Linked DNA regions of Mus musculus: regions 2, 3, 4, 5, 6 and 7 are each linked to region 1. The links are chromatin contacts, called in public HiChIP or PLAC-seq and promoter capture Hi-C maps. All regions are on one chromosome and are shown on one strand. The core of a region is the stretch at or near the end of the contact, and the rest is flanking DNA. Distances in the headings are between cores, read along the strand shown. Region 1 holds the start of Swap70 (SWA-70 protein). Region 2 overlaps Ctr9 (CTR9 homolog, Paf1/RNA polymerase II complex component). Region 3 holds the start of Ctr9 (CTR9 homolog, Paf1/RNA polymerase II complex component). Region 4 holds the start of Mrvi1 (MRV integration site 1). Region 5 overlaps Mrvi1 (MRV integration site 1). Region 6 holds the start of Rnf141 (ring finger protein 141). Region 7 holds the start of Ampd3 (adenosine monophosphate deaminase 3).

Evidence for each region. Promoter capture Hi-C pulls out the DNA fragments that hold promoters and counts their contacts. HiChIP or PLAC-seq counts read pairs in DNA pulled down with a chosen protein or histone mark.
Region 2: a contact with region 1 is called in a promoter capture Hi-C map of embryonic stem cells, with 4 times the contacts expected there. The contact joins the enhancer-like site here to the promoter of Swap70 in region 1. A contact is called at or near these places in 1 of 39 promoter capture datasets (embryonic stem cells) and 2 of 115 datasets of contacts at active chromatin or transcription factors (bone marrow-derived macrophages and large pre-B cells).
Region 3: a contact with region 1 is called in an H3K4me3 HiChIP or PLAC-seq map of embryonic stem cells, with 6 read pairs. The contact joins the promoter of Ctr9 here to the promoter of Swap70 in region 1. A contact is called at or near these places in 2 of 39 promoter capture datasets (hippocampal neurons and neutrophils), 1 of 15 datasets of contacts at CTCF or cohesin (large pre-B cells), 6 of 115 datasets of contacts at active chromatin or transcription factors (the 230-238 cell line, astrocytes, bone marrow-derived macrophages and 3 more) and 1 of 9 other capture datasets (adipose tissue).
Region 4: a promoter capture Hi-C map of pre-B cells shows a contact between it and region 1, with 4 times the contacts expected there. The contact joins the promoter of Mrvi1 here to the promoter of Swap70 in region 1. A contact is called at or near these places in 3 of 39 promoter capture datasets (hippocampal neurons, liver and pre-B cells) and 1 of 115 datasets of contacts at active chromatin or transcription factors (large pre-B cells).
Region 5: a contact with region 1 is called in an H3K4me3 HiChIP or PLAC-seq map of pro-B cells, with 2.5 times the contacts expected there. The contact joins the enhancer-like site here to the promoter of Swap70 in region 1. A contact is called at or near these places in 1 of 484 Hi-C or Micro-C datasets (pro-B cells) and 4 of 115 datasets of contacts at active chromatin or transcription factors (the 230-238 cell line, large pre-B cells, pro-B cells and 1 more).
Region 6: a contact with region 1 is called in a promoter capture Hi-C map of pre-B cells, with 5 times the contacts expected there. The contact joins the promoter of Rnf141 here to the promoter of Swap70 in region 1. A contact is called at or near these places in 8 of 39 promoter capture datasets (the C10 cell line, the HPC-7 cell line, cranial neural crest and 4 more), 1 of 115 datasets of contacts at active chromatin or transcription factors (pro-B cells) and 1 of 9 other capture datasets (liver).
Region 7: an H3K27ac HiChIP or PLAC-seq map of embryonic stem cells shows a contact between it and region 1, with 2.7 times the contacts expected there. The contact joins the promoter of Ampd3 here to the promoter of Swap70 in region 1. A contact is called at or near these places in 5 of 39 promoter capture datasets (embryonic stem cells, hippocampal neurons, liver and 1 more), 5 of 115 datasets of contacts at active chromatin or transcription factors (the NIH/3T3 cell line, embryonic forebrain and embryonic stem cells) and 1 of 9 other capture datasets (adipose tissue).

What each region holds. Positions count from the first base shown.
Region 1 is chr7:110,219,848-110,223,173 of GRCm38.p6, reverse strand. Swap70 (SWA-70 protein) reads right to left here and starts at 1,471. Exons shown (of 12, transcript NM_009302.3): 1 at 1,265-1,471. The coding sequence starts at 1,363.
Region 2 is chr7:111,047,504-111,050,829 of GRCm38.p6, reverse strand. It overlaps Ctr9 (CTR9 homolog, Paf1/RNA polymerase II complex component), which reads right to left. Exons shown (of 25, transcript NM_009431.2): 17 at 1,450-1,566; 18 at 1,175-1,320; 19 at 325-396. Among named protein-coding and RNA genes, the nearest start is that of Ctr9, 20 kb to the right of the region's middle. Within about 2 kb of position 1,714, at least 12 of the 459 cell types and tissues checked have an H3K27ac peak or open chromatin away from gene starts, as enhancers often do. A contact at or near this core is called in embryonic stem cells, where this site is marked.
Region 3 is chr7:111,027,189-111,030,514 of GRCm38.p6, reverse strand. It overlaps Ctr9 (CTR9 homolog, Paf1/RNA polymerase II complex component), which reads right to left and starts at 1,564. Exons shown (of 25, transcript NM_009431.2): 1 at 1,334-1,564; 2 at 203-301. The coding sequence starts at 1,378.
Region 4 is chr7:110,980,711-110,984,036 of GRCm38.p6, reverse strand. Mrvi1 (MRV integration site 1) reads left to right here and starts at 1,576. Exons shown (of 21, transcript NM_194464.3): 1 at 1,576-2,024.
Region 5 is chr7:110,948,917-110,952,242 of GRCm38.p6, reverse strand. All of the region lies in intron 1 of Mrvi1 (MRV integration site 1), which reads left to right. Among named protein-coding and RNA genes, the nearest start is that of Mrvi1, 32 kb to the left of the region's middle. Within about 2 kb of position 1,557, at least 36 of the 459 cell types and tissues checked have an H3K27ac peak or open chromatin away from gene starts, as enhancers often do. A contact at or near this core is called in the 230-238 cell line and pro-B cells, where this site is marked.
Region 6 is chr7:110,842,889-110,846,214 of GRCm38.p6, reverse strand. It overlaps Rnf141 (ring finger protein 141), which reads left to right and starts at 1,834. Exons shown (of 6, transcript NM_025999.3): 1 at 1,834-1,876.
Region 7 is chr7:110,766,590-110,769,915 of GRCm38.p6, reverse strand. Ampd3 (adenosine monophosphate deaminase 3) reads right to left here and starts at 1,710. Exons shown (of 15, transcript NM_001276301.1): 1 at 1,537-1,710. It also overlaps B430319F04Rik.

The sequences.
Region 1 (3,326 bases), core at 222-2,721:
TACTAGCCTAGCAATAACAATACACATACTATAGGTTAACTTCTAAGGCATTCATCTGAGTAAAGGAAGCTGGTTTCAGAAGATCCAATTCATATCACACTTGAAAAAGGAAGACTAGAACAGATCCGTGGTTACCACCTGTTGGAGATGGGGCAGTATGACAAAGCTTTGTGGGACAGAACTGATGAAATCCTAGTTAGTTAGTGATAGTTACTTCCTACGTGTGCTAAAACTCGTTGAACTGTACACCAGAAAAACCTATTATTAACTTTTTTAAATATTATTTTTAAATTATGAGCGTGCATGTGAAAATGTGTGTGCTGCTGCCCACAGACGCGAGAGGCAGCCCCTGGAGCTGGAATTATAGGCTACCCCTATAGCTATGTGAGTTATCCCACGTGGGTGCTGGGAACAGAATTCTGGACCTCTGGAAGAGCAGTCGCCCCTAACCACGGAGCATCCATCTCTCCAAGACCCCGTATATTACTTTTTTTAAAGTAAAAGTATGTGACTAATTTCCATCGGTCCTTCCAGACTATGATTTAATGAATAAGATCAAAAGGAAAACAAGTGAGCCCGCCAGATCCTGCTGGCAATAAAAGTCACTACTGAAAAGAACTTCCTCATTTACTACACAAAATATACAAAGCAAACCCAAACTTCGGAAATTTTTTTTCTTAGAAGAGGCTAAGAAAACCCAGTCATTCAGATCCAAAATGTGTATATTTTAAAAATGCCTGTTGAATGGCTCCTCTTGTCTGTTTCTATATTTCAGGCTTTTCAAGACGCTGCCAATTTCTCCTGGCTGGGTGCCACTTTGGGGTTTACTCGACTTACAAGTATCCCTTTATGCGTACCTCATACTCTGGAGTCTTTAGGCAGCCCTGAGGAGGACTCTGCAAAAGCAATGGCCTTTGCAGGGAGCCCGTAAGACCCGGGGCCGCTCCGCACGCGCTCTCACTGGCCCCAAGGTCTGCGGACGCCGGGGCGGGGAGGCTCTGCTCAGCGTCCCGGAGGCGAGCCTGAGGCTCCCGGGCCCCCATACAGCCCGTGGCGGGGGGAGACGCTCTGCGGGTCCCGCGGCGCCTCTCGGAGCGCACCTCGGCCGTCGCGGGAGCCGCAGGAGCGCGTCCACCCCCGCGCACCGCCCGGAGGCCTGAGGAAGAGTGAGGACCGCCGCCCCGCCACATTCCCAAGCAGCCCTCCCTGCGGACACCGCCGCGGGTCCCGTGCCCTACAGGAAGAGCGCCGGCAGGGGGCTCACCTTGAGTTGCGACTTGGAGACCTTGCCGCTGCGGTCCAGGTCGAGCGCGGTGAAGGCGTGCCAAATGGCTTTGAGCAGTTCGTCTTTCAAGCCCCTCATGGCCGCGGCCGCGCTGCCCTAACAGACCTGGTCAGCCCAGTCGGCAACTCAGCGCCTCTGCCTCCTGCAGGATCCCCACAGAAGACTCGGCCCGCCGCGCGGTCACCTGACCGCTGCAGGCCCCGCCCTCCCAAAGGGCACACCCCTCTGGTCCCGCCCCTCCGTCTTACCAACCAGCCCTGGGATACCCTCTGCCCACTACGGGGACGTAAACAACACGCAAAGTCCTTGTGGTGGGTTTCCACACCAACTCAGGCCATTTTCAAAGCTCGCATGTGCTCCCAAAGGAATGCCCACCAGCCCGAGGAACACTCAAGACTGGAGTGATCAGCCACTGAGGCTTTTGCAGGAGTCTCACAGTTATTAAAGGAGTCTTGGTTCAGTCCTGGGATGGAGTCACGGTCTTAAGAGGCCAGACAAGACCCCGAAAAATGTCCAGGCAGAGCCTGGAATGCTCAGTCCCAAATCAGGAAGGATAAAGAAGGAGACAGAAACAAAAATAGAAATCTAAGAAAGTTGCTTCATGCACTTTGCAAATATGCATTGATGGCCCTCTGTAGTGGCCTCTAGGGGCAGAGCAACAAGTTTTAAGAAGAGTTAAGAAGTCAATGATAGGCTTATAAAGGCTCATAGATAAAGGCTCTTGATGCCAAACCTAACGATTTTGAGTTCTCTCTCCTAAACCCACATAGGGGAATGAGAATCGCAAGTCGTCTCCTGACTTCCACCGCATGCCCACACACCTACAATAAATAAATAAATAAATAAATAAATGAGTAAAATAGAAGTTAATAAGCCCAGCAACATTTTCTTTCTAACCTCTGCCGCTTAGGATCAGTTCACATCCTAGGAAGAGCTTCACGGAGGTAAAGTTGCTGTCGCTGGTGGATTGTGCTCCCATTATTGGAAATCATGCAAATCACTCCATCTATTTTAATAATGAGAATGGTTGACCACTTAAAAGAATCCATCCAGACCTAGAGAAGTGCCCAGATGGCATCTCTTACACTTGAACTCTTCTGACTTCAAATTCTCCACAAATAGAAAGAGCATAGATACCAGATGGTCCAGAAGGCTCTTTCCCACTGCCTGGGGTAGTGACTGTGACTGGGTAACTTGAATCTCATCACAATAGCACAATCCTTAGACACTATGGAAAGGATAACTATCAAAAGTCAAAAGCAGGGGATTCCCAGATCAAAGTGTAGTTTATTTTTCCTCTTTAAAGTTCCTTTGGGCCTATGGTGTAGCTCAGTTGGTAGAGCTCTTATCTAACATGTACAAAGCCCTGAATTTATCCTTAGCACTACACGGTGCTAGACCAGGCATGGTGGTGCATGTCTGTAATCCCAGCGCTTGGAATTCAGAAGTCCAATGACATCCTTAGCTACATATGGAGGTTGAAGCTAGCCAGGACTAAATGAAACCCTGCCTGTAAATTAATAAACTTCTTGATGTCCACATATGTCTTATTTTAAAGGGGACAGGAGAGATAAACTAATTTGGAAAGAGTCAAAAAAAAAGAAAAAAAAAGAATAAGCTGCATCAATGAGTTTAAGGGCAGAGGGAATATTGTGATCATAAAAAGAGAAAGAGCTATAAGAATATGTTCTATCTGGGTGTGGGGGAAGGGGGTACCTCTGCGGGCCCATGCCAAGGCATCCCTTCCCCCTGAGAGACCAGCCACACAGCATGGTATAGTATAGAATAGAGTTTATTCAGGGCATGGGGAGGGGAGTTAAGAGAGTTGTAGAGGCAGAGAAAGGCAGAGAGAAGGAGAAAGTAGAGAAATGGAGGCCAGCCATGACCACGTGGAGAGAGGGGGGGAATGGAATGGAGCGAGGGGGAGCAAGGGGGCAAGAGGCAAGAGAGAGGCAAGAGCATATGAGAGCAAGAGAGGGAGGAGGGGCCAAGCGGCCCCTTTTATAGTGGGCCATGCCTACCTGGCTGTTGCCAGGTAACT
Region 2 (3,326 bases), core at 465-2,964, 830 kb before region 1:
AGAAAAGCAGCCACGTATTTCTTAGCTGTGTGGTGGCTCAGGCCTGTGCTTGTAGCATGAGAGGAGGATCCTGGTTCTAGTCTAGCTTCAGAGCAAGACCATGCCTCAAAAAGACAACAGAAAGAGAAAGCACTTTCCAACAACCTAAGAAGACTACATCAATTTCCTGAAATCTGAAAAGGTGTTGTGGGTGAGGGAATAAGTGGCCCCGAGAAGGCCAGGACCACTTTGTTATGGTCACACTCTCCTAATCCACACCCAACGTGCCTACTCCCCGTCCCCCGCTCCCCACCCCCAAGCCACCTTCTGTGAATAGGGCATTACCTGGCTTCAGAGGCAGCAAGGGCCAAATCAAATCTCATTTTATCTCCAACTTTGCTCAAGTAACTGAAGTACCTAAATGGAAGAAGAAGATAGAAGATAAAAGATATTTCACTCAATCCTCATATTAAGGCCCTGTTTAATAAACAGAAGTTCATCAAGAAAGGTAAAATATAGTTAATACTGTCAGTAAACTAAGAAATAACCATAGCAACAGGTAGTAAACATTAAACTTTCTAACTAACTGTGTCAGCACGGTGGGTGGGGCAGAAGTCACGAGAGCACTTACTCTTCACCAGATGAGGCAAGAAACATTAACAGAGATGAACAATAGCACAGCTGATCATCAGAGATGGGAGCTTTCATCTACCACACACTGAACTGCTAAGTCCTATAAGGTTAAACACATTTGAACTGAGCTGAATAAATCTGTTAAGCAGTAAGTGATAAGATCTTTAATCCTAGCTTGATGAAAATCAACATCCCATAAAGACACACTGGAACAGAACATGAAACCAACACAAGTGGAGACGAAACAGCTCACAAGTGTAAAACACTGGCTCGGACTGCTGAGAGGTGAATGAAAATCCCCGAGAGCCCACAGCCAGCCAGGCAGCTCTAGGAATCAGGCTTCAAGGCTGACTTGCCTGGACTCTGCCTGGAGTATGGCGCCACCACATGGCAACTGTGTGCTTTGACCTTAAACTAAACTGCTAGCTAGACCTCTAATGCTTGCTTTCCCCTAATGGTTATTATTATTATTTTTCTTTTGAGGAAAATCTTTTTTTTTAATCTCCTGAGGCAGTTTTAAGGCAACAAACCACTGTAAAGCCCCTTTCCTCAGAGCTCTCACCTGTGTGCGAGCTCCAGCTCTTTCACAGCATTAAGGACTTCCTTCAGATTACTTTTTTCATCTTTCAGGACAGAGGTAGCTAATCTTTGCAAGACCAAGGCCACATTAAACATCAGAACTGTGTCACTGGGTGCCACGTGTCTGGCCTGTAAACAGAAAGCAATGCAGGTAGCTTCTTATGACTGAATGCCACCAAAAGCATTCAGTAAACAAGTAAAAGCCAGGCAGCCATTTGGGGGGTGGGGCGGGGGCGGGGGCGGATGCAGTCCTGTTACCTTCAGCAGAGTCTGCTTGCACTCCTGCAGCTTGCCGCACTTGAAGAGGGCGCGGGCCAGGTAGAGCACAACCTCAGTGTTTTGGTGCTTATAGAACTTTCTGAGGCAGTTCTCATACTACAGAAAGGAAATGCTGGTTAGAAACACAGCAGAGCCGGGCAGTGTTGCCGAGTTCCCTTAATCCCAGCACTCGGGAGGCAGAGGCAAGCCAATCTCTGAGTTCCAGCCAGGCTGCTCTACAGGTCAAGTTCCAGGACAGCCAGTACACAGAGAAACTCTGTCTCAAAAATAAACAAACGACAACAGAACACAGCAGGGAGGTATTCTCATGCTGTGTCTGCATTTCAAAGCAGTTTTAAAGCTCTGAAAAGACACTCCAATTTGGCTAATTTCAGAGACTAATCTGGAGTTGACTTCTGACATTAGTCAGTTTACGTATTTACAACATAAAAATCTGTTCACAGAAAAACTAGGATCAAAATACTTTTTCCACTTGGAATTTGGACCAGTGCTGAGTAAAAGGTAAAGAGATTTAAGCCTGCCTGCCTGCCTCAACCTTAGCTGGGAAACCCCTTTCTCCTATCTTTAGGACACAATCCAGAATCAATTCATCATGGCCACCATGACAAGTCACACCTGGGCCCTCTGGGTGACACACTCTTAACATCTTCCTCTGGGATCTGTGTCAATGAGCATACAAGTCTCACACTTCAGCTAGTATGTTGGTCAACCTGCAAATGAACATCTGAGTTCATTTCACCTCTTTACTCTAGTGTGTGTCTGAGATCTGTATCTCACGTGTGTGAAGGGAGGGGTGGATACAGGGGCCAGAAGAAGATGTCAGATGTCTTGATATGTCTTGCTGTCACTGGCTGCCCTATCTCATGGTCAGGATTTCTCACCTGGAGCTTGCCACCCCTCCACCCTCATGGCCTGTTTTGCTATCCCAGTGATTCTCCTGTCTCCACTTCTGACAGCACTAAGAAAATGAACATATTTTTCATGGGTACTAGGAATCTGAACTTAGTCCTCATGACTATGCAGCAAGCACTTCTACACATAGTGTCATCTCCCTAACCCCCAGAGTTAATTTTTATATAAACAACATTTTTGACCACAAGCATATACACATCCTGTTATAGGTAACTGACAAGGTAATTTTCTGGACTATCTCTAATGGCTAATTTGCATTCTAGAAGGCAGTGCTAAGGTTCTGCAGATTGGGATGGCTTGTCTCTAAGAACACAAGCTCTGGGTTGTGCTCTCTGAGCTCTGCAAATCCCTCTGATCAGTTTAGTACGTGAAGCCTGAAGCCTGGACTAACTACTCTTGTCCTCTTTGTTCAGAAGCCTCTTTTGCTCTGACGGTACTCTACTCACAGACACCAAGAGCTTTGTTATCTTTTTTTTTTTTTTTTTTTTTTGGTTTTTCAAGACAGGGTTTCTCTGTCTCTGTGTAGCCCTGGCTGTCCTGAACTCACTTTGTGGACCAGGCTGGCCTTGAACTCAGAAATCTGCCTGCCTCCCAAGTGCTGGAATTAAAGGTGTGCGCCACCACGCCCGGCTGAGCTTTGTTTTCTTTTTTTTTTTTCCCGGCTGAGCTTTGTTTTCTTAATGTCCTGAAAACATCGAGTATACTTTTCCTTACACTGAAGTACTCAGCAAACATGAGAAACTTACAAAATCTACAGATACAACCCTTGTTTCCATTTTTGTCTTTTTTTTTCATTTTCTATTTCTTTTATCTTAAAAGATAAACAGTGGGGCAGGATAGATAGTTCAGTGATGAAGAACACTTCCTGCTCTTAAAGGACTTAAGCTTGGCTCCCTGCACCTGTGCTCAGGTGATTCACAATAGCCCGAGCTCCAGCTCCAGCA
Region 3 (3,326 bases), core at 315-2,814, 810 kb before region 1:
GTGAGTACGTGCCATCACAGTCCTGGAAGTAGACCAGGTTGACCTCAAACTCAGAGATCGACCTGCCTCTGCTGCTACTAATTTTCATACAGATGATTTAATCATGCACAACAGATTTAATCCTGTGGGCTATTACTGTACTTGAGAACCAAAATCCTATGTTTTTTTAGTCAACAGAAAAATCTGCTCTAGGAATACTGACCGCCAAGGCAATCCATATGTGCAGTTGTGTGTGCTCCTGCTTCAGAATGCTGATGACTTCGTCTCCCTCCGGTAACTGATCGAAGTCAAGTTCAATGACCTAAAACACAGAATAAACGTTTCGTTTCCTTTTTAAATTCACAATTTCTCTCTTCTGCGTGTTTTGAATACTCATCAATGCCCATACACAAAGGGTATGTACTCACTTTCAATGGAGTGAACTAATTAATACATGTTCCTATTTAGGAAACACATGGCAAACAGGTTGTAGTCTGGTTTGGTCAAAGCATAGAAAAGCAGGCAAATCCTGTTGGTCGTTCTTCACATCGCTAAAACTATAAAATTCTCAACGACTTGCTTACTCAAAACCAAAATGAAACCTTGTACAACCCATAGGCCAACGAAACACTGATGCCATAGGTCTGAGAGCTTGAGAAACTCTATCCCAGAGGACAGGCAAAGTTGAATACCAACGGTCACTTAAATCACGGAGGCAGTATCGTGGGTCACATACATGCCTAAAATGTGGGCACCAACAATTAGAAGAAAAATATTCTGGAATGTACCCAAGACCACCATATTTTAGAAATGAATTCTACCTCGATCGAAAATAAAAGTGTGTAAAATCTAGTCTGACTGAGGCAACGCTGGAGCTTTATTCGGACAAACCACACGCCATGGATGAAAGTGGGTCGTTGCCATCAGCACACAGGAGCGGCTAAATCTCGGGCCCCTTATCTCGCCCAGAGAGCTGTGTTAATAGTGTGCCTTGACAGACTTTTCTTCCATGGCATTAAGAGCCGTCTCTCAGATACCCAGGGAGATTTAAAAAAATAAACAAATCCCAAGTTGGAGCAGCAGGTAGCCCCTGGGGCACTGACTCCCCTCTGTAAGAGGTGAGGTTTACTCGGCGCTCACACCCCTGCGCCTCGGAAGACAGCCGACTGTCAACAAGGAGCAGGCTGCAGGCGAACTTTCCCGAAGTCCTTGCGGCCAGAAAGGTGACCAGCTGAGTGGTGCCTGGGCCGAGAAGCTCGGCTGCGGCTCTCCCCTCCAAAAACCAAGCGGAGCAAAATCGGCGCTGGGATCGTCCAAGTTCATAGCCCTCCCCCGCTGCACACTCGGCACCCACCTCGTCAGTATCCCGGAGGGGAATCTCGATGGAGCCCCGCGACATGGTGAGCTCTGAAAGCAGGCGCTTCTCACCCCGCCGCTCGGCAGATCGCAGTCCCGGCTTCCAGCCTTACAGAGGTTACCACACCTCACACCCAGCGGAGCTGCCGGAGACCAGCTTCTCCTCTGCTGTCCGCCGCTGAAACAACGAGCTTCAGACCGCGACCGGCCACTTCCGGAGGCCCCGCCCCCTGTCCCGGAAGCACTACCAGTAGGGCGTGTCCCACGCGAGCTCCGCCCGCCTGGCGGCTCTGATGCGTCCTTCTTTGGAAAGACTGATAGTCCTGAGGTTGTTGTTGTGTCAGCCGTAGGTGACCGAGCGCCTTCGGGAACGCGGCATCTGCCGCTAAGGTGTCCAAACTGAGCTCCTCACAGACCCGCGCCGGAGCGGGGAGTGGTGGTGGTGAGGCGAAACCACGCCTCTATGGGCGGGGCCTCTGGTGACGAATTCTATGGGCGGTGCCTTGCCTCTTCGGCCACTTAAGCTTCTTGGGGGATAATTCAATCTTTTATCAGCTTTACAGTCGTTTTGTGTTGTCCCAGCCAGTTTGTGCAAGTCACACTGGTGATGTCGTTGTGACTAGTTTAAATAGACATAATCAGTGAATTCTGAAGTTATGGTAATAATGCACGGATTATTATTTTTATTTGTTGCGTTACATATTTGTATATGGATACATGCGAGCGATGGTGTGGCAAATGGAGGGCAGGGGACATCTTGTGGGAATCAGTTTTCTCCTACTCTGAAGGTCGTAGGGCTCGAACTCAGATAGACAGCGTTGGAGCCAGGCAACTTTTTGCAGACCCTGTTTATTTCTTGAGATATTCTGTATCCCAGGTTGACTTGAAACTCCCGACCTCAGCCTTCTGACTGCTGCAGTTATTGGCATATGCTTGGGCACCTGGCTTATATATATTTCTTAATGTACTTATATTTCTTTAGGAGCACAATGAAAAGGAACTGCTAGGTTTGATTTAAATAAAATCAAAAGAATTCTATTAAACCTAAATAATGAAATTATAGAATTCAAAAACATTTTAGCTCATGATTTCATTATAGAAGAGTATTAAATAGTTTCTTGTGCTTGGAATAAACAAGGGAAGGATCTTAATAAATAAGCGAATAGGCCGGGCAGTGGTGGCATGTACCTTTAATCCCAGCACTTGGGAGGCAGAGGCAGGCTGATTTCTGAGTTTGAGGCCAGTCTGGTCTACAGAGAAACCCTGTCTCGAACCCCCCCCCCCAAATGGGGAATAAAAAGGGTTAGTTTAACTGGGTGTGGTGGCACATGTCTTTAATCTCAACTCTTAGGAGGGAGGAGCAGGAGGAGAGCGCTGAATTTAGGCCATTCTACTCTATACATGGAGTTCCAGGCTAATCTGGGGTTACAGAATAGAGAGATCCTGTCTCAAAACAGAGCCCCCCTCCATCCCTGCTAGCCAGTGTTTTTTAAGATATTCACTGCTCTTTCTCCCAATTTCTTCTGCTGAGCCAAAGCTACTATTATCTCTTTGCCATCTTTTCTTGATTCTTCATCTTCTCTGGCTTCAAGCTCCAACCTAGTTTCAGCTATATTTCACTCGTAGGTATTTATGAAAAATGCCAGTTCATTTATAGTTTTCCTCTTAACTCTCTTAAAACTCTTGAGAAGAAACTAAATTAAATTTATTTATTTATTAAAGATTTATTTATTTATTATATGTAAGTATACTGTAGCTGTCTTCAGACACACCGGAAGAGGACATCAGATATTACAGATGGTTGTGAGCCACCATGTGGTTGCTGGATTTTGAATTCAGTCAGTGCTCTTAAACCGCTGACCATCTCTCCAGCCCCTGAATTCAATTTATGTTGTGACTTAATGGTTGTGTAACTATTTTTACATGTTTGAATAAGTGCTTGCCAAATAAATAAAGTGCTATCTACATATGTAATCTTAAAAAATTTTTTT
Region 4 (3,326 bases), core at 327-2,826, 760 kb before region 1:
GATTGAGAACCACTGTCTGAACGGCTTTTCCCATCACTACAGCAAGAACTCCCGTCTCCTTTGTTATGGCTGCACCCATCTTCTTTTATGGCCCCCAAGTAGCGGACATTTATACCATTCCTAATCCCTTGCTTTTATAAACAATGCTGCAGCGGGTAATCATGCTCATCTGTCATTTCCCTAGTGTGGGAGTTGTTTATAAAATAAATTCCTAGAAGTAGAACTGGGTCAAAGGGCACAAGCCTTATAACCTTGTCAGCCCTGATGTGTCCTCTTATAGAGTCTGCTCCACTTTGCACAGTCACCAAGTGATGTTTTATAAAATGCTTGTAATTGAAGTGAATTTTAAAAAGTCACTTGGTGACTGCCTTGCGAGTCTGGTGAAAGCTTCAGGCCACCACCAGGAGAAACACAGCCAAGTGCTGGCTCAGAGACTCACCGAGGCCGTACAGGACCCCTTCGGTTAGAGCCATGGTGGAGAGGGTGGTAGGTGGTAAAGAGGAAGGAGTTGTAGATGGAACCACCTCAGCTCATGTCTAGGCCCTGGCACTCAGGCTGCAGAGCATCTGAAGAGCAGATCTATTTCTTTGAGCCTCGATTTCCTTTTCAAAAGAAAGATGTAATGATTCTGTTTGAGAAGACACTTGTGAGATAGACACTTGCTTCCAGGCAAAGTATCAAGTGCACTGTTAGGAATAGAGTGGGTGTTTACTAAGAGGCTTACACACATACAAAAGTGTGCATACACTCACAAGCACGCAAAGCCTTAGGTTCAGTTTTAGCCTCTGGCTCCCAGGAGTTCTTGTAATACCCTTTAGAGCTCTCACACAGGACCAACAAGTGAATCTGCTGTGGAGTTCTCAGGTTTAGCCAGTAAAAATGCCCAGTTTCATTTAACTTCAAATGAGCAACATACAATCTTGTGGTACAATTATGTATTTGGGGGCATCCTTATATGGAAATAATAGCATTTCGTTTGAGATTTAAATTTGAGTATCTGGTTATCTGGCCACCCCTCCCAAGGGCTTCTCTGTTGCTGTCTCTAACTGCAGAAGGGGCTGTGGGGCCCCCATGTGGCTGTGTTAGGGTTGACAGTCTGTGATCCCAGGCTTGGACTATATTGAGGATGAAGACCAAGCGTGGCAGAAGAAAGGCAGCTTTCCCCACCGGAGTTGAGGTAACTCAGGGTTGGAAACTCTTCCGTGCCTTTCTAGTACCTATGAGACCCTAACCCACAGTGTCCTGATTTTTCATTGTTGTCCCACTTCAGAGATGAATAGACTGAGATTTGCTATGTTAAGGCTACAGGATGGTTAAGTGGAGGAGCTGGGGCTGACCCCTGGGGCTGCTGCCAGGCCTGGACTTAGTTAATCCCCCTCACCATGCCCCTGTTCTCTCTAGCAATCCCGAGGGTTTAAGATGGGAGCAGCCTCCGCCTCCAAATCCCTGGGACAGGAAACATTCCCAGCTTCTGCTGGCGGTGAGCCAGGATCTTATCTAGGCTCACATGCTTGCTGGACACTCAGGGGTGGGAGGCTGGTCTGCAGATGTCCCCTTCATACCCCTCTGGCACAGACAGAGTCCAGCATCTTCAACTGCTCCCCGCCCCAAGGCACTGCCATCGGCTATGGGGGTGCCCCTTGCAAAAGCCTGGGGATAGGGGCTACTATTCAGGCCCAACCTTCCTTGAACCCTAGGCTGGCTGGAAGGCTTCTCCTGCTTTCAACCCAGAGCCAGGCTGCAGGGGGCCCTGGTGGAACACTGGTTCCCAGTCCCAGCCCCTCATCCAGCCCCTCTCTGAGGAGGAGGCAGGCAGCTGGGGCTCTGCAGCCAGAGCTTTTCAGCTTGGAGCTCTGGAGCCAGATGTAACATTGACCTTAAATGGTAAAAGCTCCCCAGAGTGAAGAGAGGCTGGCCGGGAGGAAAGGGGAATAACTCAGTTTTAGGTAAGTCATCGCTATTGCCTAGAATAACCTGCCTCTTCAGCCCAAGGGAAGCAGAGAGGCGTCTTCTCCTCCTTAAAGGTACAGGGCGCTGGGATGGGGGCACTTAACTTTAAGTTGCATGGGAGGTGGCCTGGTTGGGTGATATTTTAGCCGAGTCTTTTTATTGTTGCTGTCTTAAGTTTTAAATAAGAAGTGAAACTCACGATCCTCACTAAATCCTGCCCCTTCTACTTGCTGTTGGAAAGCACGCACAGTTTGGGGTAAAGATGTGACTGCTCACTAAGCCCCTTACTCCTGGCTCTCCTGCAGGATCCTTTGTGACAGTAGAGAAATGCCCGGTGCTGTGCAAAGCAGACAGGCTGGCCTTTCTTCCCTGGGGCTTCCCGTGTCTCTCCTTTGTTCCCTCTCAAGTCTTGCGTGTGAACCCGTTTGTCCAGCCATCTTCACCATTGACTCTGTCCATTTCTATGCTTTATCTTCCTGACCTGTGCTCTGGTCACATCTCTCTTTTTGTATCTGTCCCCTGTCCCACCACATCATGTCCCCTTTCACAGATCTCTCTCTCTCTCTGTATATATATGTGTGTGTGTGTGTGTGTGTGTGTGTGTGTGTGTGTGTGTGTGTGAGTGTGTGTGTGTGTGCCTACATCCTAGCTTGCACCTCTCCAGAGGTCCTAGAGTGAGTGGCACTCGGGCCGACTTTCTCAAAGAGAGGGTAGCAGAGCGAGGCTCAGGAAAAGCCCAGCTGCTGGGCTGCTTCCTGCACAGTAAACAGTTGTAAAAGCTGGAGAGGCCTCATAGTCTGCATAAACAGCAGCATGGCCCCAGGACCCCTGGCTGGCGCTCCTGCCTCCACAAGTGACAGCTGCTGCTCTTTAACACTCTTCAGACAGCTCTCGGGTGGCATAGAAAGCAAGGCAGCCCTGAACTTGGCTGAGCTGTATTTTGCCCGGAGAGGGAGAAAGCTGCTAGCGCTGCCAGGCTAGAGCAGGAGTGAGGCAGGCCTTGGGAGGAAGAGTCTCTCTCACAACAAGAGGTGATACACACTAGCGGGGCATGTGCAGTTCCTCATCATCTCAGCACCTTGCCTACGTCACACAAGAAGGGTCAGAGCTAGGATTTGAAAGCATGCCTACACCAGTCCCCACCTGACAACTGTGAGCACCTCCAATAGTGGCCTCTGATTTTCAGCTAAGTGATAATGCAGTTGTCTCTGTTATATTTGGTTCATAATTCAGCGGCATGTATGTGCATGTGTTGGAGATGACTGTCTGTGTTCAAGACCATGTCTTCTTCCATATGTGTGGTGGCATGTCATTTCCATGAACCCTATATGTCCCTCTCAGAAGGAAAACTGTGCCAATTGCCACAACGTGAACAA
Region 5 (3,326 bases), core at 308-2,807, 730 kb before region 1:
AAGTTTCTTATTTAGCTCTTAAGTTTTCTCTTTATGGGACTGAAGATCAACACTCAGGTCTCAAGCTAGCCAAATGCTCTGCCTCCAAACTTATCCACTTCTGTATTTTTAATTTCAAGACAGGGTTTCACTAAGTTGCCCTGGTGGACCTCGAGTGATACATCTTTTGTTTTTAGATCCTTTTCCATTCTGTCCGAGGCTGACAAGACAGAGCCAAGACTCCTCCTTTTCCTACTCTCTCATATGTCTACACACCCCTTCCCCACACGCACATACACCCCACAGACACACACAAGAGGAAGAGTAACCTGAGGGAGATAACTCAGTGGCACTCCTGTCTTGAGGAATTCTCTCACTCCCTACACAGCCAACAAACATGCTGGTTCCAGACTTTCCTGGTGTGGTCTGGCCTATTCTGAGCAGGACTGGCTCACTACAGACACCCCAGGAGTGGATGGTGTGGCCAGAGAAAACAGGACCCCAGAATGATGTCCCAGACAAGGGAATATCTTAGGAATCATGTGTGCTGGAGATGCCATCCTTACTCCCATTCTTCTCATTAACTCAAATATATTTTCAGGGGAGAGTCTGGGAGCCCATTGTCAGACAGATGGTATAAGTGTTCATTCATGTCTCCATTTGTCCAGACAACCCAAGTGTGCGTGTGGCCAGTCACTGTGGAAAGCCTTCTCTTGGAAAGTCTTCTCTTTGGTCAGGTTTTGGTAACTGCAGCTGGGAGAACTCAGATGGCTATTCAGAGCAGGCATGGAAAGTTCCAGAAAGCATGTTAAGTCTGCATGTCGCAGGCATTTACGACTCTAACTCTTACACCAATCCTAAAAGCTCCACACGGCCACCTTCTTTTTGCAAATGAGAAAACAGAGGCCTAGGTGTACTGACCCAGCTAGGTAGAACTAGGAGAGTTGCAACTGTATCTGCTGAGCTCTTGCAACTGTATCTGTGGAGCTCTTGGATTCTTTTACAGCATGCAGGAGATATGCCCAGCCCACTCAGGGTACAGGACACAGCTCTGCAGTTGGCCAGGCCATAGAGATTCTGCCCAGTACCTCAGGATCATCTTAGTCGACTGAGGACATTCTGAGGCCACCCAGGGTGAGGACAAGAAAGAGGATCCTCTCTGCTGTGAGTGAGACCATGAGTAGAAGGAGGATGAGAGGCTCTGCTCTCACGCGGGCTTGTCTTCTGCCTTCAGCCAGCCTCAGCAGGGGCTCACTGACCTTCCGTAGGTGTGGCCTTGGTCATATCCGCCCTCCCACCTCAGCTTTGGCTCCCCATCTGCAAAAGTGGCAATGGAAAGCAGTCTCCTGCCTCTCTGAATTTGTAGAGGGGCTGAGAGAGATGTGTGTGCACAGTTACTTCAAGCAGTCTCCTGCCTCAGCCTTTTGTCCAGAGAGAAGCTAGGCTGGATATTAATAGCAACCTAATCACACTCACATTCTTTGAGTGCTAAATGAAAGCAAAAATCCCAAGCTGGAAGAACAGAGCCCTCCCTTCTGAGAAGCCTGAGTCACCCCAGAGGGGTTCATGAGGCTTGCTTAACCCCTTGCTCCCCACAAGGACCTCTCAACTCTTCTAGAGGAACAGAGCTACTCAGAGCACACATGCACATGCACGCCATGCTCCTGGGACACTGTGGCTTCAAGTGAGGGGTTTGATCTTTTCTGGGCAAGTCACAAGGCTCTGAGAGAGGCCAGCAGGCTTGGTCCCTCAGGGAGCTGCAGAGTCAGGCAATACACTGGCATGCCTGCCACTGCCATTCATGGATGATGCCTTCAGTCCTCTGGCATCTGTCAAATGGGACTAATTGTGTTACCAGTGTCAGAACGTCCATTGCCACCTGCCAGGGAGGCTGAGAGCCCTGAGGGTATCTCTGTAAAACCTGTTCATGTCTCCCCCTGACTATTGAAGATAGCCTGGTGCTTAATGAGGTATGGGACTTACCAGGTGGGCCAAATTTCCTGTATCTACTGAAGTCCCGATGGCTGCTGGGAACAGAATAAAGTGTGGCCTTCATTGCCAGAGCCCTCCTGCCTTCCCCCACTGCCTGTCCCCTGACAGCCCGCAGGGTTCTAAGGCAGCTCTTTATGGGACAGAGCCCAGGCTTTTGATCTTGGCGTGAGGCTTCCTGGCATGAGTGGCTCAATGACAAGTCTCTGGACAGTTGTGTGACTAGAAGAGTAAGAAGTGAGTGAGGCTGAGTGCGCCGCCGCTGCCTCTTCCTCGCACAGTGAACGAACACATCGTTACACCACATACCAGGGACACGAAGCCTCAAGCTGTGGACCTTCTCTGAGCAAGTACACATGTGGGCAAGCTCACATTTGCAGGCCAGAGGCCAACCTCAAATGACGGTTTAGTCTTCTTCCTTGTTTGTGGCAGGATCTCTTGTTTGTGCTCCATACACCAGGCAAGGTGGCCTACCAGCCTCTTGAGTTTTCCTGTCTTCTCCCCCTATCTTTCCTTAGAAGCAATGGGATCACGGATGCCTGCTGTCACACCCAGTGCTCTGTGGACTCTGGAGATTTGAACTCAGGTCCTCATGCTTGTGTGGCAAGCACTTTACCTATGGAGCCATCTCCCAAAGCTGGACCCCTTACTTTACCCTCAGAAGACACTTGGCCTGGCAACCAAAGGCTTAGTGTTACTTCCCCTCCCCGCCTCCGGGAGCTTATACCCCACTTCTCCCTCCTGGAGGGGAGCCTTGCACAAGGCTTTTTGGCTGTCTCCTAGGTAAGAGAGAAGATGGCGCCTTTGGACTCAGACTTAGCAGCTACACGGCCTTGTTGATTGTCTCCCTGCTTCAGTGCTTTATTGTATTAGATGAAAGTAATAAAGCTTACAGAGAAGGGCTGGGGCATAGCTCAGTCGGGAGAAGGACAGCTCCAGGAAAGGTTCATGAGCCCCTGCTCCTGGGGCATGAGTGTGAGGCTGGCGTTTGCTTGGCATGTTCAGGGCCTTGGGTTCAATTTCAGCATTGCACAAAAACAAAACTAAATAAACACACACCCTGTCTTGTAGGGGTTAAGTATGGCACGTGACCATACACAGTAGTGTTGGATACTCAGTAAGGAAACTGGTGTATGGATGCTAAAGGTATATTGTTTTGCTTTTTTTCATGAAGCAAATGAAATATCTAAGGATAGTTTAGGGACCCTTAGCCTCTTCACTTACACGAATGATTGGATGGTTATCCCAACAGAGGCTCTTGGGTAGTTTGTCTTAGGTACAAAGGTAACTGAACCCTGTCTTGTTTGTTTCTCCCTTCTATGCCTCAGTTTTCTTCCCTGTAAAATGGAGCAGGTTCT
Region 6 (3,326 bases), core at 585-3,084, 620 kb before region 1:
TTATGTTTATGCAAACATAAAAAGGAACTTGTTATGCTAAGCAGCGGCTGCCTAGACTGGTCATTAATTATTTTAATATAACTACCACGTTATATCACCTTGGTCTTGCAATCTCTCCTTTATTTCAGTCTTTGTGGTGCTCACTATAAAAAGGAATACAGGTCCCACTTTATAAAACTGTGCTTTATGGAGACTATTTTTTTTCTGACTGGGCTCAGGTTAGACAAAGATATGAACCTTTAAAACATGAAGCAGCTACATCTTTACCCCATAACTTTTTGGGAATGTAGTTGGCATATACTAAACTATATATGAGTAAGGTGTACAATTTGAGAAGTTTTCATATTACATTCATGTCTGTGGTGTCATGCTCTAAGACAGTGAACATAGCCAATACCCTAAAATGTTTCTTCTTACCCTTTGAAGGTTTGGAGGACTTGTGTTTGAGTCTGAGCCAAGGCTTAAACATGCTAGGCAAGTGTTTTACCGTTGAGTCAGCCACCTCTAGTTCCCATTCTAACACTGTAGTGTTTCCTACCTGACACCACCCGCTAAGCAACCACTGATCTGATTTTGCCACTAAAGATTCCTGGGGGCGGGGGCTATTCTAGAAAATTTTTTTGGAAGGTCTATCTTCTTTCAGCCTAAGTATTTCAGGCTCATCCACATTGTTAAGTGTGTCAATCATGTATTCTTTATTATTGCTGAGTAATATTCCATTGTGTGACTTTATTTCAGTTGTTTTCCATTCACCTGTTGATATGTTGTCATAGGGTTTCTACTGCTGTGAAGAGACACCATGATCAGAGAAACTCGTATAAAGGAAAACAATTCATTGGGGCTGACTTAGAATTCCGTGGTTTAGTCCATAATAGTCATGGTGGGAAGCATGGCAGCACACAGGCAGACATGCTGGAGAGGTAGCTGAGAGTTCTACATCTGGATCAGCAGGCAGCAGGAAGAGAGAGTGACACTGGGTCTGACCTACGCATCTGAAAACTCAAAGCCCACCCCTAGTGACATATTTTCTCCAACAAAGCCTTATCTATTGCAGCAAGGCCACACTTCCTAATAGTGCCATTCCCTGTGGGCCTATGGGGACCATTTTCATTCAAACCACCACATCAGGTATCTGATGTTGGTGTACTAGTCTTCATGTGGATCTATTCTAGAAGCAGGATGACTGGACTATGTGGTTGGAATGTTTGTGCTTAGGTTTTAAAGAAATGGCCACAATCTCGTTCCACAATGATTGTATCATTTTACATCCCCAACAGACAATCTGAACAGATTTGTTCAGCATCTTTGTCAATATTTAATACAGTTCTTTTCATTTTAGCCACTGTGGTATTGTATTGATAATTCACTTCCCTTCTAATTTGCATAATGGTCTCAGACATCATTTCATGTGCTTATTTGCTATCCATAAATCTAAAAGGCTAGTCTAGTCTTTGGCCATTTAAAAAAATTGTGGGTTTTTTTGTTGTTGTTGTTGTTTTTTTTTTTTTTGGGGGGGGGAGGGGTAAGAATTGTGTATTCTAATTAGAAGTCCTTTGTTAAATATATTTTGCTTTTCCAAAGCCTGTGACTTGCCTCTTCATTTTTTTGTCCTTTTTTACAAAAGTATTTAATTTTATTGATTTCTATGTATGTGACTATTTTGCCTACAGGTGTGTGTCAGCAGCCTTGAGCTACAAAAACCTCCAAAGCCAACAGGGGGGGGTGGAGCTCCGTCTCCAGGCAACGCGCGAGGGCGTGGCCTTACGTCACTGAGGTGCGACTGGTTTGCGGGCCGCGCCGCTGCCGCCTAGCGGGTTTAGCTAAGCAGCAGCCGAGGCGGTGTCCCTGGTGCGAGGAGAGCGATGCCTTGAACTGGGTGAGCCTTGCAGCGCCGCCCCTTCGCTGTGTCCCTTCCCAGCCACTCCACGGTCCTGGAGTAGGGAGTGGAGGCCCGGGCAGCACCAGGGTGTGAAACCGGGCTTCAGAGGAGCTAGGGCCCCTTGTCAGGGCCTCGGCTGCGGGCTTTGGGCACCGATTCCTGGGCGGGTGGAGACTCTGGGTCCGCCTTCTCGGTGGCGGTGGAGACTCTGGGTCCGCCTTCGCGGTGGTGCTGAGGAGAGCTTTCAGAGATCAGCTCGAGCGGTTTTGAATCTTGGCGCTGGCGCACTGAGCAGTTTAGCTGTTGGTTAGCAGAGCAGGTGCGCCAAGGAGGGGCTGAGGGGCGGGTGCTGGGGCCAGGGCGGCAGGGTGGCCACAGGGCAAGGCTTCTGAGGGAGAGCCTGGGCCCGTGGTGTCGGCCAGCCCTCCTACTAAACCCGCCCCGGCAGTGCACCCGGGCCCTTGCTTGTCAAGCTAATTGCTACCTTTTGAGGACCGACATTAAAAAAAAAGTTTCCTTGCTAATCATAATTGTAGGGTAAGTTGCCTTCTGTGTGCAGTTTCATTACAAAACTGTGGGGTTACTGTTGTTGCAATTTGTCTCCAGCCTACCTTCATATTCTTCATATTCCGACCCAGCCCCATTTCCTGATGCCCAGCATTTCTTGTCCTTCTTCTGGAGTACATGTAGCTCCAGTAACACTCCCAGTTGCTTTTAATCCGTGCTTCTCAAACTAAGACCATCTTTTCCACACCCCCTTACCGTGCTTGCTATAGAATGAAATTCACCCTTTAGACTTTTACTTGGGCTTGAACTGTCACCCGACCAATGGTCCTGATAGTTGTCCTTGAAAAGTAATGCCTTCTGAATTCAGAGCCCTCAGGACTTGCGTGGATTTTGTTTTACCCCTTTTGTGCTGGCTGGTTTCGGTTTCTGTCTTAACATGATTGTGTTTTTCAAGACTATGTTATCTTTGTCATTTGGCGTAAGGGAACCATATATATAAGGGACATATAGGATAGATATTCTCTGAATATATCTAAATTCTTTTAACTAGAGGAAGTTGATTTCTCTTTCTAAAAAGGTAGAGAAGGTGCAAAGAGAATATTTTTCTTTCTAAGTCAGAGTGTACTTACTACTTGGTGTGTGCTTTGTCAGGCTGTCTATAATACTTGCCAATTTTCCAAGAATCCATGAAAGGATGAATGGATAATCTATAAGGAAAATTAACAACTGGTGCTATTAGAACTCCAGCACTTACTCAGTACTCTGTTTGTTTATAGGTTTTCAGGTTTTATTTTATTTTATTGAGATTTCTTTAGTTTTATTTCTCCTCCTTAATACCTTTGACCCCAGAACAGGCATTCTAGATTCTATACCGACTCTGACCAGCCTAATCATTGGATATCTGTATAAACTTAGAGTTTGTATAAATAGTGAATAATAA
Region 7 (3,326 bases), core at 461-2,960, 550 kb before region 1:
AGAACAGGAAAAGCAAACCTTTTATCTCAAAGAACACAATGCTGGTGAGAGCCAGTCCGCCTGTATTCAGGATTTCAGGTTTGAGGCTGGGCTAAGGATGGATAGGCCTGAAAGGTTAGAGTCTCACACCAGCCCACCTAGAGAGGACCAGGTACTACCAGCCTCTTCAGAGCAAGCCAAGTCCCTCCAAGTTGCAACCTGGACAGGCGGACTCCCCCAGTCTGCAGTCAACACTTCCTCTGAGGTGAAGGTGATGATGGAGCTGGAACAGACAGAGGCTCCACGGCTGCCTGCAACTTGGCATTGACTCTTTGTACCTAGGGTACAAAGCATGTCTTCTTAAAGAGGTCCCTGCTCAGCCCACAACTGCTCAGGACCATACTGGGCATACTGCTGTCAGCTTTACTCCAGTAACTTTGCTTATTTCTCACCAGCCACATGCAGTTTGGGGACACTCCCGTTAGAAAACATCTACTAAGGGGCCTCTCAAACTTGCATCACAGGCCTCTGCCAGCCTAGACCAGCCATTAGCAGATCTGCTCTTAAAGCAGCTGCAGGAAGTTCAAGGGCGGAACCAACCTACTACAGCACAAGGGTGTACTCCCAGTGACTTGCCCAGTGACAGGAGGTAAGAAAGGGGTCCTCAAACGGACTCATCATCTGGTCCATACCTCTGCCTCCACCTAGAAGTTCACCCCAGCCCAACACACCCAGTGAGGCTCAGGCACCTAGAAACTTGTCCAGGAGCTCAAAAGCTAGCATGCCCGGTTCCTTTAATTTCCCTAAATCTTGAGATTTTTCTCTAAGCCAGGAACCAGAGGTGCTGCAGGCTCACCAGAGGCCAGGACCCAGGCCACCGCTGGGTAGGGACGGGGAACAGGCTCTGGAGGTGGGAGCTGCGGAGGTTCTGGTCTCTGAGCACAGAGGGGACTGGGCACAGAGCGCCGGCCCAAGGTCAGCGGCGCAGCATCGCGCGCACTCACCGGATTCGGAGGGCAGGGCCATGGGGGCCGGCTGCCGGGCTGGAGCGCAGGTGCCGCGCCGGGCAGGGCGCACAGGGCAGCGGCAGCAGCGCACTGACGCCTGCGCGGCCCGGTACGTGGAGCTGGACCCGACCAGGCCGCGCTTGCAGCCCGTGCCCGCCCCGCAGGAGCCCGCGACTGGTGGGGACCAGGCTGAGCGCTGTGCGGCAGGGCCCGGTGGCGGGGCAGAGAGCCTGTGCAGCGGGATCGCGCACTACCTGGAGGACCCGAAGCTACCCGAGGCGCTGGGCCGCGCTGCCAGCAGGAAACCTAAGCACCCGGGCGCGGCAGCCTCCCTGTCCTCGGCCGGAAGCGAGTCCGGCTCCACCCGGGCTCCGTGGGGCCGCGACACTGTCCCGGGTCAGATGCCAGCAGGGATACCCGCTCTGAGCCTCCCTACCACCAATCTAGCTGCTGCGCCTCGAGGTGTTTGCCCACCTCCTCCTCCCCTCCCAACCAGGACTTTCCCCAAAAAACGAGATTCTAGAGGCATGGTTCCCTCCACGACACTTACTCTTGGTAGCTAAACCGACCAGCAAGCGTTGGTTTTCTCCAGGTGTTGGACCGGTCCCTTGAATCACCTTCCCGCCCCTCCCAACACACACGGGCGCGCGCGTGTACACACACACACACACACACACACACACACACACACACACACACACACACACACACACACACACTTCCTTGCTTCCCAGCCTTCTGCGGTCTAGTTTCTATGCCAGCCCCTCAAAGTCCGGAATGACCTCTGAGTTGCCAAGGCCAGCGGGAGCTTTCTGTGCACCCTTGCTCACCTCTTCCCAGCACTGCAGCCTGCTGACCACGCCTTCCTTCCTGGAACACAGCTCCCAAAGTTAGCACTGGGTGTCTGCCGCCGCTGGCTTCCACAGACTTCCACAGAGTGACCGGTTTCTTAGCCTCCATGGCCTGGTTTTCCATTATGCTGCTCCTGCTCCGAGGAGTCTCGGGATGCCAGCTCCCTGGATCATTTCTGGAGCTAACTCAGAGAATCCAGGCCCATCCAGGTGGTTTTAATGGCCTCCTGCCTGCTGATAAGCTAGTAAACTCTTAGGCCCAGAATACTCTAGAGCGGCAGGTGCATCTCAACCAGAGATTCCTAGGCCCAACTCCTAATTGCCTGCTGGTGGTTTTAGTCTTGACCAGTGACCTCACCCAAGCACCCCCACTTTAAGCCACACTGGGGAGCCACCTTTTGACTTGTGCCTCTTTCACAGAGTTACTGCTACTGTGAGTTTTCATTCACTTCACAGCTGTCTCATTTAAGCACCAAATTTTATTCTTTCTACTTCATAGCCTGATGCTTGCAATCTACATATTTATCAATGATACTCACATGACTGCTAATATACATTACATAGCACACTTAAAATGTTAAAGATGTGATAAAAATGAAGCAATAATTTAAAAATACGACAGGATCTCACTATGCAGCCCTGGCTCACCTGGATTTTGCTATATGGACCCTCCTTCTGCCTCCAGACTGCTGGGATTAAAGGCACATACCATCAACCCAGAAAATTATTTTCCTTTTAATGAATAGTATGCTGCATCTTTTTCTTCTTGCTTTAAAGTTGCCCATGATCGGCTTGGTGAAAGAACCGTGATTAAACTAGTTTGCTAGGCCAGGCTTGGTGGTCCATGCCTTTGATCCCAGCACTCAAGCAGCATACAGCTATCTTTGAGTTTGAGACCGGCCTGGTCTACAAAGCAAGTCCAGGACAGCCAGGGCTCTGTTATACAAAGAAACCCTGTCTAACAGAAAAACAAACAAACAGAAACAGAAACAAAAAGCTAGCTAGTTTGCTGAACCTTAATTTTTTTTAGATTTATTTATGTGCATGAACCTTTTGTTCCCATATATGTCTGTGCATACCTGTGTATTTGGTGCATGAGGAAGTCAAAAGAGGGCATTGTCTCCCCTAGAACTGGAGTTATGAGTGTTATACGTCACCGAGTAGATTCTGGGAATGGAACTTGGATCTTCTGCAAGAACAAGTACTCTTGACTGCTGAGCCATCTCTCCAGGACTCTGGCTGTTGTTATTTGTTTCCTAAGAAGATAGATACCCAAAGATAAACAGAACTCTGTCTCTGCACTTATTAAATTATAATTCTGCTCAAATAGCACCTCCCAATTCTGTAAATGTGAAGGGTCACAGGAAAATGATTTTGTCTGAAATCAATGTTCTCAGTGAGTATTTCGTCAACTATCCTTGCAATTATTTTTAAAATATGTGACATTTTAAATTTGAGATAGTGAATCTGTAAGATTATAAAAAGTATG